2 separate regions of the Capsicum annuum genome follow, and region 2 is linked to region 1. Evidence: chromatin contacts called from public Hi-C data. All regions are on one chromosome and are shown on one strand. Each heading gives the region's core, a stretch centred on a gene start, on an enhancer-like site or on the middle of the called end of the contact. The rest is flanking DNA. Distances are from core to core; before and after follow the strand shown. Region 1 holds the start of LOC107863442 (putative glycerol-3-phosphate transporter 1). Region 2 has its middle 99 kb from the start of LOC107863442.

Region 1 (6,319 bases), core at 969-3,468:
ATGTATCTTTCTTTCTCCAATATAAATTTGAATTGGAAGAGCTTTCATTTCCAATACAAATTTAAATTGGAGGTTGTTTTCTTCTGCCGTACAAATTCAAATTGGAGGTTGTTTTCTTCTCTCATACTAATTCAAATTGGAGGTTGTTTCCTTTTTCAATACAAATTGGAAGAGTTTCCATCTCCAAATTCAAATTGGAGGTTATTTTTTTCCCCATACAAATTCAAATTGAGAGTTGTTTCCTTCTCCAATATAAATTCAAATTGGAAGAGTTTTATTCCTGGTTAAGTAAGGCGGTAAAAGATTTTTCAAAATCTATTTGGAATGAGATATTTTGCCTTACCATCGGGTCTTACATGTAGAGATTCATGAAAAAAAAGAAATTTTTTAAGAGGCAATATCAATATGTAAATTGCATGGTTCAGCTTTATAGAAATCTTTGAAGCATGAAGGAAGCATGTTTAAATAAATTATACTTCAAGTCTAGTCCTAAAAAGATTAAATATCTTGACAAGTCTTGAAGTAGGGAGAATTTGTGGGCGATTAGATTTTATTAAATTTAAATCCGTATGAAATTCGAGTTATATTAAATTCAAAATATATTAGTCTCAAATAAATATTGTAGATTAATATAATTGAATTAATTATTTAAGTTCAAACATGTATGAATCTAAATAAAGTCCAATATGTATCGGACTAGTAATTAATTTGAGCTACAAATGATGAGCCCACTTTGTTAAGCCCAATATATTATCATATTCTAGAGGCCCAAATGAGTGCCATATGGCAAATGACATTGCATGCCAAGTTAAGTGAAGGAGCCAATAGGACCGTGCCACATGTCAAAATGATGCAGCAGACCCAATGAAATCAAAGCCCATAAAAGGCGCTACGTCACTTGAATTTGATTGGTCAGAGAAAGTCCATATTCATCATGACTCTTCCCTTTCCACAACTATAAATAGGAGTTTCATAATTTAGAAAAGGACCCCTCAGAACTCTAATAAGAAGCAAGAGAAAGCTCGTAGATCAAACACTGTAATTTCTCTACAAAACTCAAGCATTCAAATCAAATTTATCAAGATTCAAGATCAATACCGCAATATTCATGAACAAACTCAAAAACCCTTGAATTCAAATACAAGTCAAGATCAAGTCCCCCAAACCAACAAATTAAGATCAAGCTTTAAGTCCTTGAATTTATATTTGAAAAGGTGTATTAGAGGATTCATAGAAATTGTAACACTCATTTACAATATTTTTTTTTCTCAATTATTTATTATTTTCACCAATTGAGAATTTTATTGTCCAACAGTGTATTATTCCATTGAGTAATTTTATTTCCTTTGTTTATAGGTAGACAAATGTCAAAGGGTGTTTCAGAGCATAAATTCATATTTTTTTCTTTCTTTAGCTTTACTTCAATTCAAAGGTATCACATAAATTAAATTGAGATAAGAAGAGTAACTATTACCAATATTCAGCGAGAAAACTTTTTAAGGAAGGTTATATAGTTTCTCCGATTTAAAATAGTTGACCTTTATTGACTTAATACTTTCTTTGAAGAAATATTTATTAGGATTTATTTTATTAAATTAACTTTATTAATTTTGCTTTGAAAATATAAATTTGAGTTTATACACTTCATGTAGTCATTTAATAATAGAAGTAGTATTAAAGAAATAAAATAAAATTGTCTTGATTTCATAAGAAGACAACTAAATTGAAACACACATTTTAGGAAAAAACCCATAATATTCCTATTAATTTATGTTTACTATTGTCTTGAAATTAATCTAAAGAATAAATACTTAATATTAAATATAAAATAATTATATTTTTTGATGTATAAAAAATAATAAGTAAAAATTAAAATTTAATTAAAAAAATAAGCAACGAATAATAGCGAACTGGAGAAAGTAAGAAATGGCGGTCAGGATCATATAATTTATGAGGGGCTTTTAAAAAAGAAAGGTCTTTAAGAGATAATACATCATTAATAAAGCTCTTTTGGAAATTCAAAAGAAAGTAGTGGTCAATTGTCAAAAGAGAAAAAATGTCATTACAAAATCATCAATCTCCTAAGAAAGGGATAAAAATGTCAATTAACACCTAATCAAGCATCGCAGCTGAGAAAGCAACAGGGGGTAATATTGTCATTTCGAAACTCAAGCATGTTGATGTTATCGTCCGCTTTAAATACAGCTAACTCAGTTCGTCTACTCTCAGCTTTTGCTCAGCCCATTTTTATTCATTCCTCAAAAGCAACTTACTATATTTGAAGATACATATATTTAATCTTTTCTTTCTCTCATCATACATTCAGACCACATAGATTTTATTGTTTCCAAAGAGACGCGAACGTTCTTCTAAATTATTCACAAATACAAGGTTAGCTTCGATTTTCTCAACGTTCTTTATATTTTAATTACTCTTTTTTTTTTTTTTTTTTTTTTTTTTTTTATATATATCTTTAGCTAATTGTCTATCTTTTTACCATTCTGCGTGACTCGTGAGTTCTGGGTTCGGACTTTTCATTTATGCTAATATTTTTTAAAGACTTCGGTCAGATTTTAAGATATGGAAGGTATGGAGGCATAAAATAGACCTTGTAGTTTGACTCATGCATAGCGGGAGCTTTGGTATAAAAGAGAAAATTTTCTTTTATTGATTTGGTTGGTGAGGTGTTGTTGTTCTCTCAGAATTAGTCACTTTTGTCAAGTTGAACAATATGGGTCAGCTTTGAGTAATAAATTGATGAGATTGCTTAGGTGATACAGGAATTTTATGTTTGAATTAGCTTCTTATGTAATCCAATTAAATTTGTAATTCTCCATTATCATAAATTTAAGAAAAGTGAGATACTTTCCTTGAACGAATTTTAAGATTTTCTATGAGATCGTTGGTTTCTGTTTTCTTTATCTGGTAACTTTGTTTAAATAAGAATGTTTACAATAATGTAATTCGACTAAGCCCCACACTAGTTAAACCTGAGATAATGGAATTTCGTTTTCTCAAGTTTTCGATTTTGTCAAACAGTTCTCTGGTTTTGATCTTAAATTTTCTGTCTTGTTTTATCTTGTTACAGATCGTTTTCTTGATCTATAAAAGGGGAAAAGTTTTTATTATCTTCCTCTTAATCAGTTTCTTTGACCAGCAATTGATGGGATCTCTACCTGAGCCAATAATGGATGAAAATTATAGCAAGCCCCCTGGAATTAGGGTCATGGAGAGGGCAAAGAAGTCGAGCCTTTCGTTCAAGACATATCAAGCCATTGTCCTAATTGTAACATTTTTCGCATATACAAGTTACCATGCTACTAGAAAAACTACGAGCATTGTTAAAAGTGCTTTGGATCCCCAGGCCCCTGATGGTTTAAAGTTTCCGTGGCAAAGGCATACCAATCCGGTGTGGAATCAAAGTTCAAAACTTTCTTGGATGCTTAAAGATGGCTGGGTACCATTTAACGGCCCTGATGGTACAGCGTTGCTTGGTGAACTTGATGTGTCTTTCCTTTTTGTATATGCCATGGGAATGTATTTCTCCGGGCACGTTGGCGATAGGATGGATCTAAGAATATTTTTGACAATTGGAATGGTGGGAACTGGTTTATTCACTGCCCTTTTTGGAGTTGGATATTGGGCAAATCTACACTTCTTTTATTACTATCTAATAGTCCAAATGATGGCTGGATTGTTCCAATCCACAGGATGGCCCTCGGTGGTTGCCGTAGTTGGGAATTGGTTTGGAAAAAAGAAGAGAGGACTTATAATGGGTATTTGGAATGCTCACACCTCTGTCGGTAACATTACTGGTTCTTTGGTTGCTTCAATCTTGTTAAAGTATGGATGGGGTTGGTCTATGGTTGTTCCTGGTAGCCTTATTGCTGCCGTTGGCATGGTGGTATTCCTTTTTTTGCCGGTTCATCCTGAATCTGTGGGAGCTAATAAAGATGAAGATGAAGTGTTCTCTCCTAGAAAAGAAGGCGAGGAAGTAACAGAGCCTTTGTTAAGATCAGATAGAGAAGAGGAATCAGCCGTGGGTTTTATTGAAGCATGGAAGATTCCCGGTGTAGCACCTTTTGCTCTTTGCCTTTTCTTTGCAAAGTTGGTAGCGTACACATTTTTGTATTGGCTGCCTTTCTACATTAGTCACACAGGTATGCTAAATGTCATGTATTTATTATGCTAGAGTTGCTGTCTTTTGTATTAGATATTTATCATATATTACTTGAAAGTTTCTCTGAACTCTTGTCCCCTTGATATTTTTGCAGCTATAGAAGGAAAGTATTTATCCAATGAGGAGGCTGGAAACTTGTCGACATTGTTTGATGTTGGAGGGGTAGTAGGTGGAATCCTAGCAGGTTACATATCTGACCGCTTAGATGCCAGGGCTATAACTGCTGCTAGCTTCATGTACTGTGCTATCCCGGTTCTCTACTTCTATCGCAGCTATGGGCATGTCTCCATGACTGTAAACATCATCCTCATGTTGATCACTGGAGTATTTGTCAATGGGCCTTATGCATTGATAACAACTGCTGTTTCGGCTGACCTGGGAACACACTGCTCTCTGAAAGGCAATTCACGAGCGCTTGCAACTGTCACCGCCATTATTGATGGCACTGGCTCAATTGGAGCTGCCATTGGGCCACTTCTAACCGGTTACATTTCAGCTAATAGCTGGAGTGCTGTATTTACAATGCTCATGGGATCAGCTTTCGTAGCTGGTTTATTTCTGACCAGGCTTGTTGTAGCTGAAGTTGGTGCGAAGATTCAACAATTAGGGTCCCAAGGATCATCACCTAGATCAAGGTCCCCTGACCTTCTAGTGTGAAAATAATAATTGTGGTATTCTTTTATTGCTTTTTGTGAATGCATTTGAAGCCTTGATTCAAATGTTAGCCTAGGATCGCAGAGATATAGAGTTGGACTTGCTGATCACTCCCAATATCATGAAATGCCATTTCCACATGTACATTCTTGTGTGCCAGAAAAGGATCTAATACATCACTTAGTGTAGTGGGAACCTGGGTTGTTGGGCGTTTTGTACATAATCTATTTTTTTGATTGAATAAAACCAGTTCATCCTCCCAAAAGCTTCAGATGGTGAATTTACTTGTAATTGAAAAATTGAAGAACAATTATTGATAGTTGTATCCATCTAAAGTCATGGCTATGGAGGGACAGCAACTCATTGAATTTCTTACATCTTTCGCATCTGTTCCTGATTCAACAGCTGACAAAGTATAGCACTGTAATTCTCTTATTGAGTGAGAAAGTGACATCGAGCAATTGGAATTATTGAAGCTTCTGTTCTCTTAACACGCAACTCTCGTCCGGTTCCAAATGAATCTCTTAAAAGTCTTATATTCTTATATTATATTCCTCGGCATAATAGAGGACTACTCACCTGTGTAATGACATTTGAATTAGTCCTTGGTGAAAGAGGTCTCGAGTCAAGAAAGATGGACCGAACTGTGCCAGTCTAATGTAGGGTGAACTTGGACCATTCATTCTCTACTGGTGTTGATGAAACGAGAAGAAGAGGTGTAGCACGATCTGGTCAGCATATCTGTTTTGTATGCCGAGGGCTATATGTTTGGACACCAGTCACCTTGATATAGTTAGTAGCCTTCTAAGCAAGACAAAGCATAAAGTAGGCATGATGCGTCGACTAAGTATAGTGTTTCTGCACTAATTTTTATTGTTTGTAAATTTTAGCAACAATATACAGTATTTAATTTTCTGTTTTAGTTTCCCCCCAATCTTTTCAATTTTCTCATCACAAATCCACAATTCTCTCTCAATCTCCTGCCAACTCTAGTTCACTCGTGCTCTCAATTTTTAACTCTCCTCATTGGTGATTGGGAATTTGTCATTCAAGCCCTGACGCTTTAGTTTTTGTTTAGACTAGGCAAAATAATACTCGTCTATCTCCTAATTTGTAGTTGTTTAATTTGGATCCGGCTGCTCTCCATTTCCCACTCTTCAATATGACATATGACAAATGTTAAATTTAATGGTTAAGATTTAATTATTCAAAGTAAATCTTTAATCATGATTTAGATAATAATGAAATTATATTATTTGGTTTCAAAAATTATTATTCATTCCACAATCCTAGCAACATGGGGCTTTGAGCTGTAGGTGACAAAAAAGCTTTAAAATGAGGTGTAGGTGACAAAAGTTTTCATAATTGAGTGGAGGTGACAATTACTTTATTATGGATTAAGAAAGTTTGATAAGTTTGAGAATAACCCAAAAGTTTTTAAATTTACACTTTGATCCAAATATTTACCTAATATAATGGAAAACA
Region 2 (6,319 bases), core at 1,356-3,855, 100 kb before region 1:
AATGCAAAAAAAAAGTAATGAATCAATGAAATGAGTCTTTTTAAAATTTTCTCTTGGATTTTGCTTCTCATCTCTTCCATTCCATAACAAATATGAGTTACCCAGTTGTTTCTCACAATTCGCTCAAACTGCCCTTTCAAGAAAAAATAATTTAGTTCCTTCATGTATTATTTAGGAGTGTATAATTTCAGTTTCACCAAAGATCTTTTTTTCTCGTGTTATTCACGAATTTAAACCCCTCACCCCCGCCCCACCCCCTGCCCCCAATCCCGCAGCTCCACAAAAAAAAAAAAAAAAGAAATAAGAAAAAAAAAAGATCATTTCACGTCACCTCATCAATAAGCAATTGAAAATAGAAGCAGATCAAGAATTTGAAGTTTATAACTTTTAAAGTTTCGCTCATGCATTCATGTTGCAACTTGATTTTTCAAAAAGTTGCTCCCTCCGTTTAAAAAAGAAAGATCTACTTTAACTTGGCACAAAGTTTAAGAAAATAAAGAAGATTTTTGAATCTTGTATCCTTACATTAAAGTTGTGTCAAATGTACCAAAATACTCTTTAATCTTATGGTCCTAAACATATCATGTGGAAAGTTAAAATTAAAGTATTGCCAAAAAAGAAAAGGGGTCATTCTTTTTTAAACATACTGAAAAAAAACGTAAGTCATTCTTTTTTAAACGAATGGAGTAAAACAAATCGTCTGGCATCATTGATATTTCATTCATTATTTAGGATTACTTGATATTTGATATGGAAAAGATAAGTATAATGAATAATGAGGTATCTCTTTCCATCCTTTTGTCCTAATTCCAAGTTTCCAAAGTAAGGGAAAGGAAGTTATTTGGATAATTCTAGTTCATACCACAAACAAGTTGTTATAATGTCCCCCACTTGATTGCAAGAAAGAAGGGAATTGCAATATGCCCACATATATGCACTCGTACTGAAAGGACTGCAACTGTTGCCAACACTTTTAATGGTTTGGGATTTTGGATAAGGAAAATTCTTGCAAAAAGCCCAAACTGAAAGCGATTGACGCATGCTAACGAAGTTTCCCTTCTTTTCCTCCATACCATTCAATTATTTCAAACGAGACAAAAAAAAAGTTCAATTATTAATATATTTATTTGGCCCTCAGAAATTATGTGGCGGACCTAAAGGGAAACAAGGGGGTTCAACTGAATTCACTACACTGAAATGGTGCTTCCTCTAATCCAATCTAAGTAAATTGTTGGAGCTCTCGACTAAAATAAGTCATTTTTTAAATGAATTCATCAAAGTAATACGATTATTAATTAAAAAGAATTATTAAATACGATTATATAATGTTAAAATAGACTTTATAAAAATAATTATTTTTTCTTAAAAACGCAAAGCCTCAGTTTGATTTTTGTCTTTGGTCATGAATTTGCTTGAATCGCCCCTGTGTGAGTAACTAGACTCAGCAACTCTGTCACATCAGAATTTTTGTATAAATCTGACGTTAAATTCATTACTACCAATTACGTTTTAGCTTTAAAACGTTACTACCAATTACGCTTTAGCTTTAAAACGTTGCTCCGAGTAATGATACTATCAAATCAACTCAAAACTCTGTGACGTCAGAGGTTTGAGTTACTTGGAGTTACGTTACTCGAAGTAACGTTTTAAAGTTAAAACGTAATTGACAGTAACGAATTTAACATCAGATTTGTACAAAAATTCTTATGTAACAGGGTTGCAGAGTCTCGTTACTCACAGTAACGTTTTATGTCAAAAACATTACTGACAATAAAATTTTATGTCAAAAACGTGTCCGACAGTAACGATTTCTATTTTAACGTCATCCACAGCTTTTTTTTCCGTTAATTTTTTTTTAAAACATAATACGTTATTGGGAACAATGTTTATACTAGTTTAGTAACTTTAGTGAGTTCACTTAAAAAATGAAATGGTACTTCCTCTAATCCAATCTAAGTAAATTGTTGGGAAGTGACACAATGTTTAAAGAAGATATTTAAGAACATAAAGCAAAGTATATTATTGAGATATTACCCTTTCAATTCTTTTGGAACTCGCCTAGTAAAAAGTCGTTATTTGGGATATTAAAATGGAAAACAAAAAAAGGTAAATATGGGGAAAGGAAATATGTACTTAATACACTGTTGAACTTTAAAAAATTCACTTATTGTGGATTATAAAAATAAGTCTTAACAGTTCGTTTATATCGGACTAGAGAAAATCTTACGCAAATAAAGTAAAATAAATTTCTATCTTCGTCACTATTTTAGTCTTATAGATTATTTTTTTAAACCTGATAGCTCTTATGAACTTTCTTTCCTTTCATTCTATATTCTATAATAATAATTATCCGTGCCACCCTAAATGAGCAATATTGAAATGGTGTGTCGCTTCCTCGTTTTTCACTTGATTGTCACATGAATCATCTGCTATTGAATTATTTGTAAGAAAACACATGAAATCTTTTTTTCAAAGTTCATTGATTGATCTAACGTGCTACTCCACTTAATTTGTTAGTGAAAAAAAACATTGAGCTTTGGTTTTTAGGGTCAGTGATTCTGAAGCCACCAATACCTACCATTGTTATGCAATTGGTCCACCAATGGTAAAGCACATGTAGACGAATCTATTGACTAGACAACCATCCAGCATTACTCTATTAGTATATACTTTTAATAATATTTTAATTTCAACTTTCAACATGACATATTTAGAACCACAAGATTAAAGGGTATTTTAATACATTTAACATAACTTTAATTTAAGGCCACAAGATTCAAAAGTCTTGTTAATTTTCTTAAATTTTGTATCGAATCAAAATAAGTCATTTTTTTTAAACGGAGGGAGTAATATTTTTGCAGTAGTATGGTAAAAAAAAAAAAAAAAAGTTGGTCCAAGAGAAAATCCACGTCATCCACTACTGATACCAGTATATTTGCCACGTAGGATATGTGGGGTCGGTCAAGCTGGAGGAAGAATCAGAGAATCTGCGTATGGAATTATGCTTTTGGAGGATGCGAATATCCATTTTTGCACAGAATAAATAACAATTAAAAGTATCTGGTTTTCTCAGATTTTAATTCGTTCAAATGCCGGCTGATCCAATGACAAAAATACCCGCCAGCTTATAGTATTTGAAATGCTGGAATTACTTAAATGCCCTTTCAGCACTAACGTGCCCATTTTGGTAAATGACTGTAAACCACAATGTATAATTAATCATAATGGAACAATTGATTGCAATTTTATGGGGTCAATTTGACATAAGAACAAAAAGGCAGACATGTCGTGGTTGTTATCAATGGATATAGATTTGTTATGTTAATTATTAATGGATATAGATTTGGTTATTGAAGGTAGTTAGAATTTCAATTTCAAGATGATTTTACTGTAATCTGCATACTCTTATCTTTTATCAGATGGAAAAAAAATTATTTTAGTTGCTCCAGCCTCTAAGTTGATTTCAATTCTATTTCCTTGATGATTCTTCCGTATAACTTTATTTACTCTTTTTCCTATTTAAAAAATTTGGTATTTTTTTTTTAAAAAAAAAATTTTTAGCTTTTAGCTTCTCCAAGGCAAATTGCATTCCATTTATATACGATGTCATTGTCCCCACTTGATCTTAAGCAACATAGAAAGTCGAATGCATGGAAATACCCACATAAAAGACTTGTCTTGTCCTATAAGGACAACAATGTACTGTCGAGGCCCATAATGTATTGAAATGGGATTTTGTTACAAGAAAGTTCTCTGACAAAAGCGCAAATTGAAACAATATGAAGTATGATACTCAATTTTCCGGCCCTTTCCTTTCATTTACTATTTAATTACTCCGAAACAGAGTAAAAAAAAATTCATCTTTTGTTCGATCTGTCTTGGGTGGGGTGATGAAAAATTCTCAGTCGGTTTAGATTATTTTTTTTTTCATTAACATGTGATAGAGCGGAGTGGTTTGGGGAGTCTGATGGGAAAAGACAAAGATATCACCAAATCTAATTGACAAGATAGTTCGATGGATCCCGTATTATGTCGATTTTGTAAGTTGGACACTTTTACTTATATGTTTGTCATCTAAATCATTGAACCCACCAAAAAATAATATTTCAAACCCGTTGACCAAGCTTATGTGGCATTAAAAGTCTGACTAGGACGAGGCGCGTGTAGGCACGCGCCTAAGGTGCGAGTGGGTCAATTTTTGATCAATTTTATATTAAAATAATTTTTAAAAAAATAAAAATAACATTAAAATTTAAAAAAATAAATAAAGGTCTTTTTTTTCCTTCATCTTTCTTAATTTAAAAATATTTTTAAAAAAAATTTAAAAAAAAGACCTTCCCCAACCCCAACCCCACCCCAGCCTCCGTCCAGCCCCTCCCCACCCACCCAGCGCCCGTACATACCCCTCATCCACCCACCCCACCCCAGCCCCGTCCAACATCCCCTATTCCCCCAACTCCAGCCTTCTCCCCCGCTGCCCCCTACCATTTCCCCAGCCTCCTTGTCCCCCGCTGCCCCCCACCATTTACCCAACAAAGAAACTTTCATTCAATCAATTCACAAAAATTTTAAGAATTTTTAACATTGAATTTTAATCAATCCACACAAATATTCACATTGAATTTCAAGAATTTTCGACATTCTTGAATTACCTAAATCACAAGAAATCTCAAGAAAAATAAAAATTGAATCTTTACTTTGAATTTCAAGAATTTTCAACTTTCTTGAATTACCCAAATCACAAAAAATGTATAAAAATTGAGTTTTTACATTGAATTTCAAAAATTTGAAACTTTCTTGAATTACCCAAATCACAAAAAATCTAAAGAAATCATAAAAATTGAGTCTTTTCATTGAATTTTAAGTTTTTTGAATGACCCAAATCACAAAAATCCCTTCTTTCCATACTTCTTAAATTTTTTGTCTCACTTTTTAATTTTTTTCGTAGAGCAAGAAGAAGAAGAGGAAGAGGAAGAGGAAGAGGAAGAAGAGGAAGAAGAGGAAGAAGAGGAAGAGGAAGAGGAAGAGGAGGAAGAAGAAGAAGAGGAGAAAGAAAGAACGGGAAAAGAAAGAAAAATGGAAAGAGAGAGAACGGGGGTTGTTTATTTATTTATTTTAATATTTAATATTTTTTATATATAAAAATGATGTGGCAGCAACGTGGGGCGAGTGTATTACACTCACCGAAAAAGTGTTTAAAATATTGTATTTTAATGGGTTCAAGGGTCCAGACGACAAACATGAAAGTAGAAGTATCCAACTTACAAAACCGACATAGTACAGGAATCTATTGAACCATTTTGCCAATCTAATTCGTACATGAATTTGCAAATTATTTATCAAATCATGATTATATATTCTATTTTTTCTCTCTGTAGAATTAAAACCATTAACATGTGGACAGATTTAGCCCTTTAATTTACACCACCAAGTTAGTTATTTAATACGGATCGATTTGTAATTTTGGATTTATCTTTGGTTTCTTCTCTATGTAGTGAGAGAGAGTGAGAGAGAGTTCCAAGCTCCTCCTCGAATGAGAGATACGTGACGTCAGTTAAAATGAATGGTTCCGATTTGACTAATAAATATTTAATATATTTGCTTTCAAAATTTTTAGTAATTTCACAATTATAACTATAAAACTATTTTATCCATAAATATATTTTTAAATGTTCTCTCTCTTTCTTACTTTTTTTTTTTCTAACCATGATTTAACTAGAAAAAAATTACTCTACGATAAAAAAATATATATATCCTATGGTAAAAAAATAATTAATAGATACACCCTTATCATTTAAAAAATTTTATTATTTCTTCCTTTTCCAAATCTGTTAACTCTTATTATTTTTCCTCTTCAACCAAAAAAATAAAAATAAAAATTAGCTATAAGAAAAATTGGCAAAGTCAAAATCATGACGACGGTAAAAAAAAAATCTCATAAATATAAATCTTTGAGTAGTAAATTATTATAACAACACAAGCATTATTGATATTATAATAAAAATAATTAATTAGCATAATCAAAAAGAAACTTGGTAATTAAAAATATTGAAGTGTCACCATTTATATTCATAGCTAATTTTAAAGAAAAAGTATCTAATGGTTAAAATGAAATCAAAAAATTAACTTGAAGTTGGAAGATAGACGGTGAGTATGAAAATAGAACACAACGTAGAAAAAACGTAGAAATAAAGAGAATTTTTTTTTAGAAAAAAGTATATTTATGGATAAATATATTTTTAAAAAAAAGAATATAAATTTGAAAAAAATCAAGTTAGTAATTCAGAAAAAAATAATATTATCTTTCACACTTTTCTTT

What was found. A called contact is a pair of places that touch in the nucleus more often than the background predicts.
Region 2: a contact with region 1 is called in a Hi-C map of leaf, with 2.4 times the contacts expected there. The contact joins the enhancer-like site here to the promoter of LOC107863442 in region 1. A contact is called at or near these places in 3 of 5 Hi-C or Micro-C datasets (leaf and placenta).

The regions. Positions count from the first base shown.
Region 1 is chr3:191,597,206-191,603,524 of UCD10Xv1.1, reverse strand. It overlaps LOC107863442 (putative glycerol-3-phosphate transporter 1), which reads left to right and starts at 2,218. Exons shown (of 3, transcript XM_016709352.2): 1 at 2,218-2,391; 2 at 3,089-4,160; 3 at 4,275-5,756. The coding sequence starts at 3,164. The coding sequence ends at 4,837.
Region 2 is chr3:191,697,422-191,703,740 of UCD10Xv1.1, reverse strand. No RefSeq gene overlaps it. Among protein-coding and RNA genes, the nearest start is that of LOC107863442, 99 kb to the right of the region's middle. Within about 2 kb of position 2,605, at least 3 of the 5 cell types and tissues checked have an H3K27ac peak or open chromatin away from gene starts, as enhancers often do. A contact at or near this core is called in leaf, where this site is marked.